2 separate regions of the Anser cygnoides genome follow, and region 2 is linked to region 1. The links are chromatin contacts, called in public Hi-C maps. All regions are on one chromosome and are shown on one strand. The core of a region is the stretch at or near the end of the contact, and the rest is flanking DNA. Distances in the headings are between cores, read along the strand shown. Region 1 holds the start of C5H11orf24 (chromosome 5 C11orf24 homolog). Region 2 holds the start of LOC106038813 (synaptotagmin-6-like).

Region 1 (4,781 bases), core at 1,104-3,603:
ATAAGCTTGTCTTGGCACTGCTCTAAAAGGGACTTTACAGTGTAGGGTAGGCAGGTTCAACCTTCCACCTGTTTGAAGAGATGTAGGTCCACTCCTTCTTAGATGTAGAAAGAGATGAAGGACTATTCTTTGCATTGCCTCAACTGGCTAAGTTTATTTGAGCAGTCCAAAAGAGCAAATATTTGCTATCCCAACCACCATCTGTTCTGGAAAGGAGACTATTTTTTAAACACAGACCTGCCTTTTGTTCTCTAGCTGTCAGCACAAAACCCTGCATGGGTTAATGTCTGGAACAGAGCTCGACTGTACTGGAGCCACTTGTGCTTGAACTAATATCCTAAAATCTCCTTTACTGCACCTCCAGCCCAATCCCCTTTGATGCCATTTCATTACATCCCATAATCTCTACTCTCTCAACAACCTCAAATAAATACAAACCAACTGAAAGATAAACAGTGGCTTAGACCTCATTTATATTCTATGAAAACCTCCTATTGCCTGCATGTCTTAGCACCCCAGCTTTTCACATGAGGCGTGTAAAGTTGCAAAGATCTTTAAACACCTTTCAAAACGATGTCCTCTGGGGGCCTGAACAGCAGATGTTCCCCGTGCATCACAGGGAGAGAGGTGAACAGGGCACGTTTATGATATCACGTTCTCTTTGTTTAGGTGATCACGGCTTTACTTTAGTACCTTTATTTTCCCATTCTGCATCTGGGCTTCTCCGTGTGCATTTTCATTTATTTTTTTTTCTCCTGAGACTGCTTAAGAAATGTGCTTGTTCCCCACCATACCAACCCAAGGGGTGTGAGCCCTCCTGCTTCATATTATTTGCTCCATCTTTGCACTTGATCCTGTCAGATTTCCTTTTTCTACAGCACACAGTCCTTCCCCCATTTTCAACCGTCTCTTCTAATTCTCCTGGATAGCAGAGGTTCTTCCTCCCTTTCTCCTTCTCTGGAAAGGAGGGGAGGGAGCATTTCAGTAGATGTCAGTATCTTACATGAAAGATGGAATGATACATCTACACAACAGATGCAGGCAGACACGCTTTGAGTCCTTAATGTGGAGCTCTGTCTGGCTCTGCATTTTGTCTACTTTTAATTATCTGATGGACTAGGGTATAAATTCCTCCTCCTCATTGCTCATTTCTAAAAGCAAATTTCTGTGTTCTAAAATTACATCAGCATGTGTGAATGATTTCAGCATCGCTTTCATCTATGGCCAGATTAGCAGTAGCAGCTCAGATCCTACTTGAGGTAGCAAAAGCTCCTGTTTCACCTGTTCAATGTCACAAACACTATATAAAGCATCTCACAATACGGGCTATGCCTGTACGCACAATGTTGTCACCTGCACTTTTTTTTTTTTTTAAGACTCTTCTCTGGGCCATCTGGAAATAACCCAAACGTGCTGAATGTGTACTTGATCTAAAATGGGCGCTTACAGCTTAAAGGAAGTTCTGCTCCTTCTGTCGTTTTGTGGAGCTGGCTGCATGTTGCAGAATGCTGCTCCGGCACACCTATTTAATATGTATCTGTACGTACTGGTACACACTGCAGTGTGTAAATGCTTCAAAGTTCCACTGCTGCTAGGGTTTCCCCTGATAACACACCAAAGCAGCTGCAGACTGGCGTTGTGCAAACCTTTGGCGTTGACAGAAACACTAAAAACGGCAAAATAACCATTTATTATTGCAGGATGTGTGTTACTGAGATGTGGGTAACAAGGAGCTGTTAGCCTGAGCATGTTTCTATCTAGTTTTTCCTTTCGGAGACAGTTGTGAGTCTTACACAACCAGCCCAGCCGCCCTTCCTTTACTCAACACAAAGCCTCCTGTAATGTTTGCTTGCAGAAAACGTGGGGGAGGCGTATTGGTAATGAATTTAGAACACCGAAAGATGCTTCTGCAGCCGCCCCCCAGCTTGCAGCAGGGGTTTTCACACTGGAAGAAAATTGCCCCTTTGGCTGCAACTCCTCAGCCAAGAGCGGGCCAGGGTACAAGCCTGACCTCCACAAAACAGGCACGCCTTAACGTGTGGTGCGCATCTGGGGGTAATTTACACGTGCTGAGAGGAAAGGGGCGTCTGTGGCCCTGCCCGGTGCGCAAATAGGAGCCGGGCAGGAGGAGAAACGACGCTCACGCAGAGGGCGGAGGGACACGACCACGCTCCTCCAGGCCCCTCCGCCCTCCACTGGGCACAGCCCCCGCGCAACGCTATTTCCGCCCTCCCCTCGCCGTTTCCGGGGTGACAGGAGAGAAGGGGGGCGTGGCTGGGGGCGTGGCCGAGGCGGGAGGAGGCGGGGCGATCTGCGGGCGGGCCAATGGGGAGCGGCGATGGGCGGGAGGGGCGGGGCGAGGCGGCGGCACGTGGCGGGGCGCGGCGCCGCCCGGTTCCGCTCCTGCCCCGCGGGGGTCGCGCCGGTACCGGGCGTGCGGCCGCCGCCTGCGCCCCGCTCAGCGCCGCGGTAAGCGCCCCGCTGCGGGCTGACAGTGCCGGGGGGGGGGGCGGTAGGCTCGGTGCGGGCACGGGGGAGCGGAGCGGGGCCCGGCGGGGCACCGGGAGGGGGCGGGCAGCCGTACCGGGAGGGCTCCGCCGGGTCGTCCCCTCCCCCAGCTCCCGGTTGCCCCCGGTCCTGGTTCCCCACTCCTCTCCCTTCCCCCGTCTCCTTCCCTTCCCGGTCTCGGTTCCCCTCTCCTATCTTCCTCCCCGGTCCCGGCTCTTCCTCCCCAGCCCTTGTCTCGGTCCCGGTCCCGGTCCCGTTCCCAGCTGCGGAGGGTAACGGGGAGCACCCGGTGCCGCTGCATGCCCCATACCGGGAGGTGACCAGCCCCCCGTGATCCTCAGGAGACCTGTTTTTTTTTTTGGGGGGGTGGGGTGGGTTGGGGATGTTCTGAAAAGCCCCCCCCGGTGCCCGCGGGGTGCCCGGTGGGCGTCGTGGCAGGGGGTCTGTCGTGGGGCTGGGGTCTGAAGTTGTGCAGCGGAGAAACCGTGGGGTGGGAGGAGCGCCGTGTGGGTAGCGCGTGTTCAATAACCCTGACTGCACCCCAGAGCTACCGGCGGCGTTCCGTGCAGCTCCTTTTATTTCCCTATGGACCCCTTCAAAGACGCGGGGTCTGCGGCACTTCCTGGCGGTGTCACAGGCACGCACAAAAAGTCTGGTGTCTGAATAAGCGATGGAGGCTGCATGAAATGCAGATTGCCTTTGTAAGTGGCTTTCCGCTTCACGTGGAGGAATGAAATGTTTTTCATCCTGTGCCCCATCGTTTACCCCAAGTAAATGTTTTCAGTAGGTTTAACTGTACCCTGGGCGATGTTAGCACACTGCCATGAGACAGTAAGAAGAACAAATCCTGTTCTTTGACCGGGCTCTTAAAGACAGTATCCTCTGGGGATGTCCTGTTCCAGTGGTTCTTGCCCTGGTGGGTTTAGTGAATCCCTTAACTCGCCTCTCTGCTGCCTCCAAACTTTGTCTTGTAGGACTGGCAAAGAAAAATCCCGTGTCAGGATCCTATTGAGTACGGTGCCTTGGCATCCCGTGTGTTAGCTGAATGAATCCCTGCCGGGCTTGGTCATGCGACAGCACTCCTGCTTCCCGATAAAGTGAGTTAACCGACTGCTTGCCTAAGGAGCCACCATGGGAACGCTGACCCTCCCTGCCTGGAGCTAATCCGCGGCCTTGCTGATCGAAGTGAACTCCCTGATACTGAGTATTTGGTGCCCTTTAGGCCTCTGAGGGTTTGTGGCTGATCAGTAGCTTTGAAAACTGGGCTCTAAGATGCATGTTGATGTTTCTCTCTCTCAAAAGTGCATGTATTTCTGTATTAATCTTACTTACCTATCATAATGATCCACTACTGTATGTGTTAATGCAGTCCATTACATGGCAATGGGTAATTTAGAAAGGATCTGTCCATTTTTATTATCTTTATAATGGGTTAATGCACTTGCTGTGCGTGTTTGCTGCTTGGTTCTAGTTTAAATACTTTATATGCTTGTATATGCACATATCCTTTTTTGTACTTCCTTGGGGAAAAGTTTGGACTACGGGCCTCTTAACGTGTAGCTGCAGACATCTTTATTTTTTTGTTTTAGCTGTAAATTCCCTGCTGGGTTTATAAAATCATCTGCCAGAAAACAGGCCTTGCATCTGGCTATCTGCTATTGAAATTCTAATTGGAGCCTCTGTGCAACCTGCAGCCCCAGCCTCCTAAACGGAGTCTCCTGGTGCAGACTTATCAGAGGCGATGGAAATAATTTGCAAGCGAAATTTCAAGCTTCAGTGATGAAAAATGCCCATGCTGAAGGCCTGATAATGTGCTTAAAGGCTCTGGCTGCATACCCTGGATTACAGGGTAGGTGCTTGTTTAAATGTGGTAGCTGACTTATCAGGGTATATGACTGACTAAATTTTCAAGGGACAACGTTGCAGGGATATTAAAGAGCGGAGACGTTTGTTTTAAGCAGTGCGTGCTGGAAACATCCAAAACTTTGCCTGAAGAAACTGCGCAGAATTGATTTGCATCAAGTTTCTTGTCTTGCTGTGTTTTTTTTTAAAGGCTTGGGTAAAACTTTTCTCCGTGAGGCTTTTAGTGCACGCTTCCGCTGACAGCTGCCTGTGCTCTGATGCATAGCATTAACCTAGCATGTGTTCTGGGTAGCGTTATCTGTGCTTGAACCACAGTTTTATAAATCGAAAGCACCATAAAGCAGGTCCAGCCGGAGTTTATGCCAGCATGCTGAAGTGAAAAATGATGAGGAAGCAGGAGGAATGAACTT
Region 2 (4,481 bases), core at 892-3,391, 170 kb before region 1:
TGTCCTGCCCCATCTGTGTGATGGCAGAGCGGCCGTGCACATTTTTGGGGTTGGCCTAACTCACCCAGCAGTGCTGGGGCAGCTCGCAGCAGACCTAGAAAGGTGAAGCTGATTTGGAGCAAGTTCCAGGAGTCCTAGGCTGAGTGTGATGGTTCAGGAGACATTCAGCCTCGCTGCTTTTACTTAAATAGCTGCTTTCCTGCCACGTAATTCAGATGCAGGTTCTTAAAAATAAGAAACCTCTCAGGTGAATGACAGCCAGCCACAAGCTTTAAGGTCTCTGGGTCTGCAGTGCAGAATCAGGACTAATGGATATATGCAATTGTTTGCCTGTTAAACTACAGGTTCTTTTACCTTCATGCTATGCTCTTCCTGAAGGTTATACTATAGGTGAATTCCTCTGGATGCCGTAGAACTGCTCTTCAGCCTGCCTGTGATTCTTTGAGCATTTTTATGGCACAACAACTTGTTGCAGATTAGCAGTGAGTTAAATTTCTCAGCCAGTTTTAAAGGCTCCCCTTAGTCCATTTTTTTTTTTCAGGGAAGTGTTTATTTAGACTGAGATTTAGCTCTCACCCACACAAGGATGTCTCTGCCAGTCACTTCCCGTTCATTTCTACTGCTTCATCTCCAGTGGAGGTGGATGGGGTACGTTATACAGAGCATATACCCCAGCAGCTGCACATGGTCCTGCAACAAAGGTACAGATAACACAGTCAGTGATGAGAAATCATAGAAGAAAATAGCTGGTATGAACAGCAACATCTTCTGAGGTGAAGAAATCACGCACATTTAGGGATTCTGTGCAGGAAGTTTCACTAAACTGATTCCTGCTTTCAAGCTTGCTTTGGGCTGCGTAAACCAGCAGTAATTTCTTGGAACAGACCTCGTCTGAAGCTGGGCTCTGTTTCTTGGCTGCTCTTGTTTGCTAGAGTTGGGTGAAATGTTTGCTCCCTGCAAAGATTAGTGTCCTAATCTCATCTTAAGTAATCATGAAAAAAAAAGAAAGAAAAAAAGAAAAAACCACCACCACCACGTGCTGTTCCTAACCAGAGCTCTATTGTGAATGGGTGTAAAGGCCTAGGGGGAGGGAGCACTCATGCCTGCTCCTCTCCAGATGGATTCAACCTTCTCCTGAGAAGGATGATAATGCTCTTAAAGGATATTTACCCTAAGAGGACTGGTTACTTAGGCTAAGCAGGATGAAAGGCTATGGCGAGCCATAGCCTAATGGACCACTGCCATCTTTTCTCTTGGAGCAAAGGGACAGAGATGGAAGTCCAAACTAAGCTTCTTCTTCTTCCTAGGACTGTCAGGTTACTTCTAGGGACAGATGACAAACTCTCCAGATCCCTTTCTTCAAATTTCCAAACAGAGACCTTCCCTCGGCTCCCATTACAGGGACTTAGCATGTTCTCATGCGCTCTCCCCAAGCATCTTCTTGCCAGGCACTGTCAGAAGGCAATAAGCAGAAGGGACAGTAACTGAATCCTAGGGTCACAGAGTGTTTTGGGTTGGAAGGGACCTTAAAGGTCATCTAATTCCGACCCCCCCACACCAGGCTGCCCAAAGCCCATCCAACCTGGCCTTGAGCACCTCCAAGGATGGGGCAGCCACAGCTTCTCTGGGCAACCTGTGTCAGTCCCTCACCACCCTCTGAGTAAGAATGTCTTCCTTATAGCTAATCTAAAACTACCTTCTTTCAGTCTAAAGCCGTTTCCCCTTGTCCTATCACTCCACTCCCTGATAAGTGTCTCTCTCCAACGGTAGGAGGCAGCAGTGGTATATGGAGGGCAAGGAAGCAGGCTGAAAAGAAGCCTGCAGGGAAATCGCAGGTGTGGCACATTTCCAGCAGTCTTTCATCTTGGAAGACTGTGAGCTGCTTTGTCAATTGCTCTGGCCAAAAGCAGTGAAATCCAGCAGAAGCCTGCCTGTGTGGCAATGATGAGTACAGATCCGTGATGATGCAGCAGTGATCCAGCGAGCACAAACACACGTAAATAATATTGCATGGCCGGCAACATGACTGATTAATTCTGTGTGTATGGGCCTAAGCTGCAGTTTATATATGGCTTGAATACAGACCTTTTCCTTCCCAGCCTGCATCCTGCTTGGGTCGTACAACACGGCGAGGCAGTGCTAGCAATGCTGACCCCTTTCTTCTTTCTCTCTCTCTCAGAGGAACAAGGCATGACAGAGGACAGCTCCATCACGCTCACCTTGCACAGCTTACAGCTGCCCTTTTCCAACACCTGGAAGTACGGGATCTTGGCAATAGCCATCCTCTTGCTCCTGGTGGCCCTGACCATCTTAGTTTGCCAGGTGTGTCAACTCCAGAAACGCCACAGGGCTAGAAAAAGTAAGTATTGGGCAACAGTGCTCAGCAGCCACCATGGGCCTGTTTCTGCTACCTTTTCCTCTCAAAAAGCAACTTCCATCCTGGACCAGATGCAGGAGCTGAGCATGGCTTCGCTAACAGCTATGTCCTCAGTTTTTATGCTTCCAACTGCAAGCATTTCTGTCACAGTCACTGTGCCACGCACCATGCCCAAGGTGCCCTGACCCGAGGCAGGCAAGGGACCAGGTCCCTCTTGCCGACATGACGTGGAGCTGGGGCAGGCCACCTCTCCTGGCTGTTGCCTGTAAGGAGACAAATGGGGCACACGTTTCAGGACCCCACAAGCATACCCTGCAAATACAGTTGTTGTAGCCTTGCTCTGCCAGGAAACCAGCTGCTTCTTCACCAGGCCAGAAATGTATGCACGGCTTCTCCTGTCCCTCCAAGCCCATCTGTTATCGCAGGCCCCAGGTGATGCCAGGTTCACCAGCTCTTCCTCGCTCTCATTCCAGCTCTCCTCGGCCTCCTGTCTCCCAGCCTCAGCAATCCCTCTCTGCTTGGATGGCTTTTACAAAAGAAAAATTATAAAAAATCCAATCCTCCCCTTCCTTTCCCAGCTGCACGGTGTCACAAGCCATGTTACTGAGTGTGGCCCACCCCCCTTCTCTTGTCTGGGAGCATCAGGCCAAGTGCCATCTGAGCACAGCTTGCTCGACGTCTCCAAGCTGCATTTTTATTGTAAGCATGTTGCAAGGCTGTCCCCAAAAGTCTAAAATACAGGTCGTTCACACCAGGAGGTCGGTGCCAGCACTCACGCGATGATAGCATTAGCATGGTACTCTTCAGCAGGTCCCACTAACAAGGCCTTGCTGGTGACAACGTGGTCCCTGAGGGAGGAGAGGTCAAGACAGGCTGTAGGATCCGTTGTCCTTCTACCTGTACCCAGCTTTTGGGGTACCCCATCTAAAGGCCCTGATTTCCAGAGATGGGATTTTTTAAACTCTGGTCTCCCTAAAGACTTTCAGAAACTCCCAAATAAAAATCCCATCCTCAGACTTTCAGCCTCCAAACATCACCATCTCCAAGCTGGACATCACTTACTTGGCTTTTCTTTATTCCCACAGAGAAGAAATACCACAGTGAAGACAGGGTGAGGATAAAGACAGAGAATGGCTTTTGGGGGAAGAAGATGCCACCTCTCCTGCTTGACACCTCTAAGGCGAGCAATGCAGATTTCAAGGCAAGTACGTTGATGCTAGGGCAAGGTCAAGAGCCATCATTGTTGGCAGAAACCCCACAGAGTCGAGAGGTGGGCTGACTGACAGCCTCTCAACTCTGCTAGAAAACAAGATGCAAAACCCTGTGGCAAGAAAACGTATAAAGAGAGAATGTCTCCAGCTGAAAGGAACGGAGGAAGAAAAATACTGCTCTTTCACTTAAATAACAACTCTTCATGTGGGGTGCCAGGGCCAGACCTGTGTCAGGGCCATTAGCCCACTTACCCCTGTTTCCCAGGCAGGACCAGACAGTCCCGGAGATACACAGGAGGAAAGGGGGGGAGCAAAAGAAGCAAAGCACTGACACACGAGGACCCCAGTGAGGTTGTTTTATGGGTACTGCAGTCTGCCCACAGCCCCCGTGCACTCAGGCCATGTGTGTCATCGTCCCTCAGCCTCCCAGCGGGTACTGGGAGTGCCCTGGGTGAGTTTTGGGTGACAAATTCAGATTTAGACATCTCCTAAGTAGGGCTGCTAGGAGATGCTCCAGCTCTGCAGGCTGCAAGCAAGACGTAGGAGGTAGGTGTCGCAGTGTGCAGCAGGGACCTTTGCAGCTACTTCAGGTGTTTTTGGGGCAGTCGCAGAGCTCATGGAGTCTGTCACTGAGGGAAGTGAAGAAACCCGCAAGTGCCATTTCTGGGGAAACTGGTGAAAAACCTCACTCGATCAGAAGTTTCACTTCTCCTTGCTTCTCCTTCATCCAGAATTTATCCGGTTTTCTTGAAGAAGCAATCGCGGGCCTTTCCCATCCCCTCTCCCTCCCCCACAACCCGCTTTCTTCCCCACTTCCAGCCTGTGCCTCTGTTATGGGAGGGATGTGGTTTCCAATAAAACGAATTCCTCAAGTTCCTGCTGACCTCCCCGCA

Evidence for each region. Hi-C and Micro-C count contacts between places; a contact is called where the count stands out from the background.
Region 2: a contact with region 1 is called in a Hi-C map of granulosa cells, with 2.5 times the contacts expected there. The contact joins the promoter of LOC106038813 here to the promoter of C5H11orf24 in region 1. A contact is called at or near these places in 3 of 7 Hi-C or Micro-C datasets (granulosa cells and liver).

What each region holds. Positions count from the first base shown.
Region 1 is chr5:39,852,504-39,857,284 of Taihu_goose_T2T_genome, reverse strand. C5H11orf24 (chromosome 5 C11orf24 homolog) reads left to right here and starts at 2,353. Exons shown (of 7, transcript XM_066997965.1): 1 at 2,353-2,469; 2 at 3,483-3,605; 3 at 4,713-4,781.
Region 2 is chr5:40,023,418-40,027,898 of Taihu_goose_T2T_genome, reverse strand. It overlaps LOC106038813 (synaptotagmin-6-like), which reads left to right and starts at 2,141. Exons shown (of 5, transcript XM_066998006.1): 1 at 2,141-2,359; 2 at 3,463-4,481. LOC136790933 (a long non-coding RNA gene) reads right to left here. Exons shown (of 3, transcript XR_010831839.1): 2 at 577-690.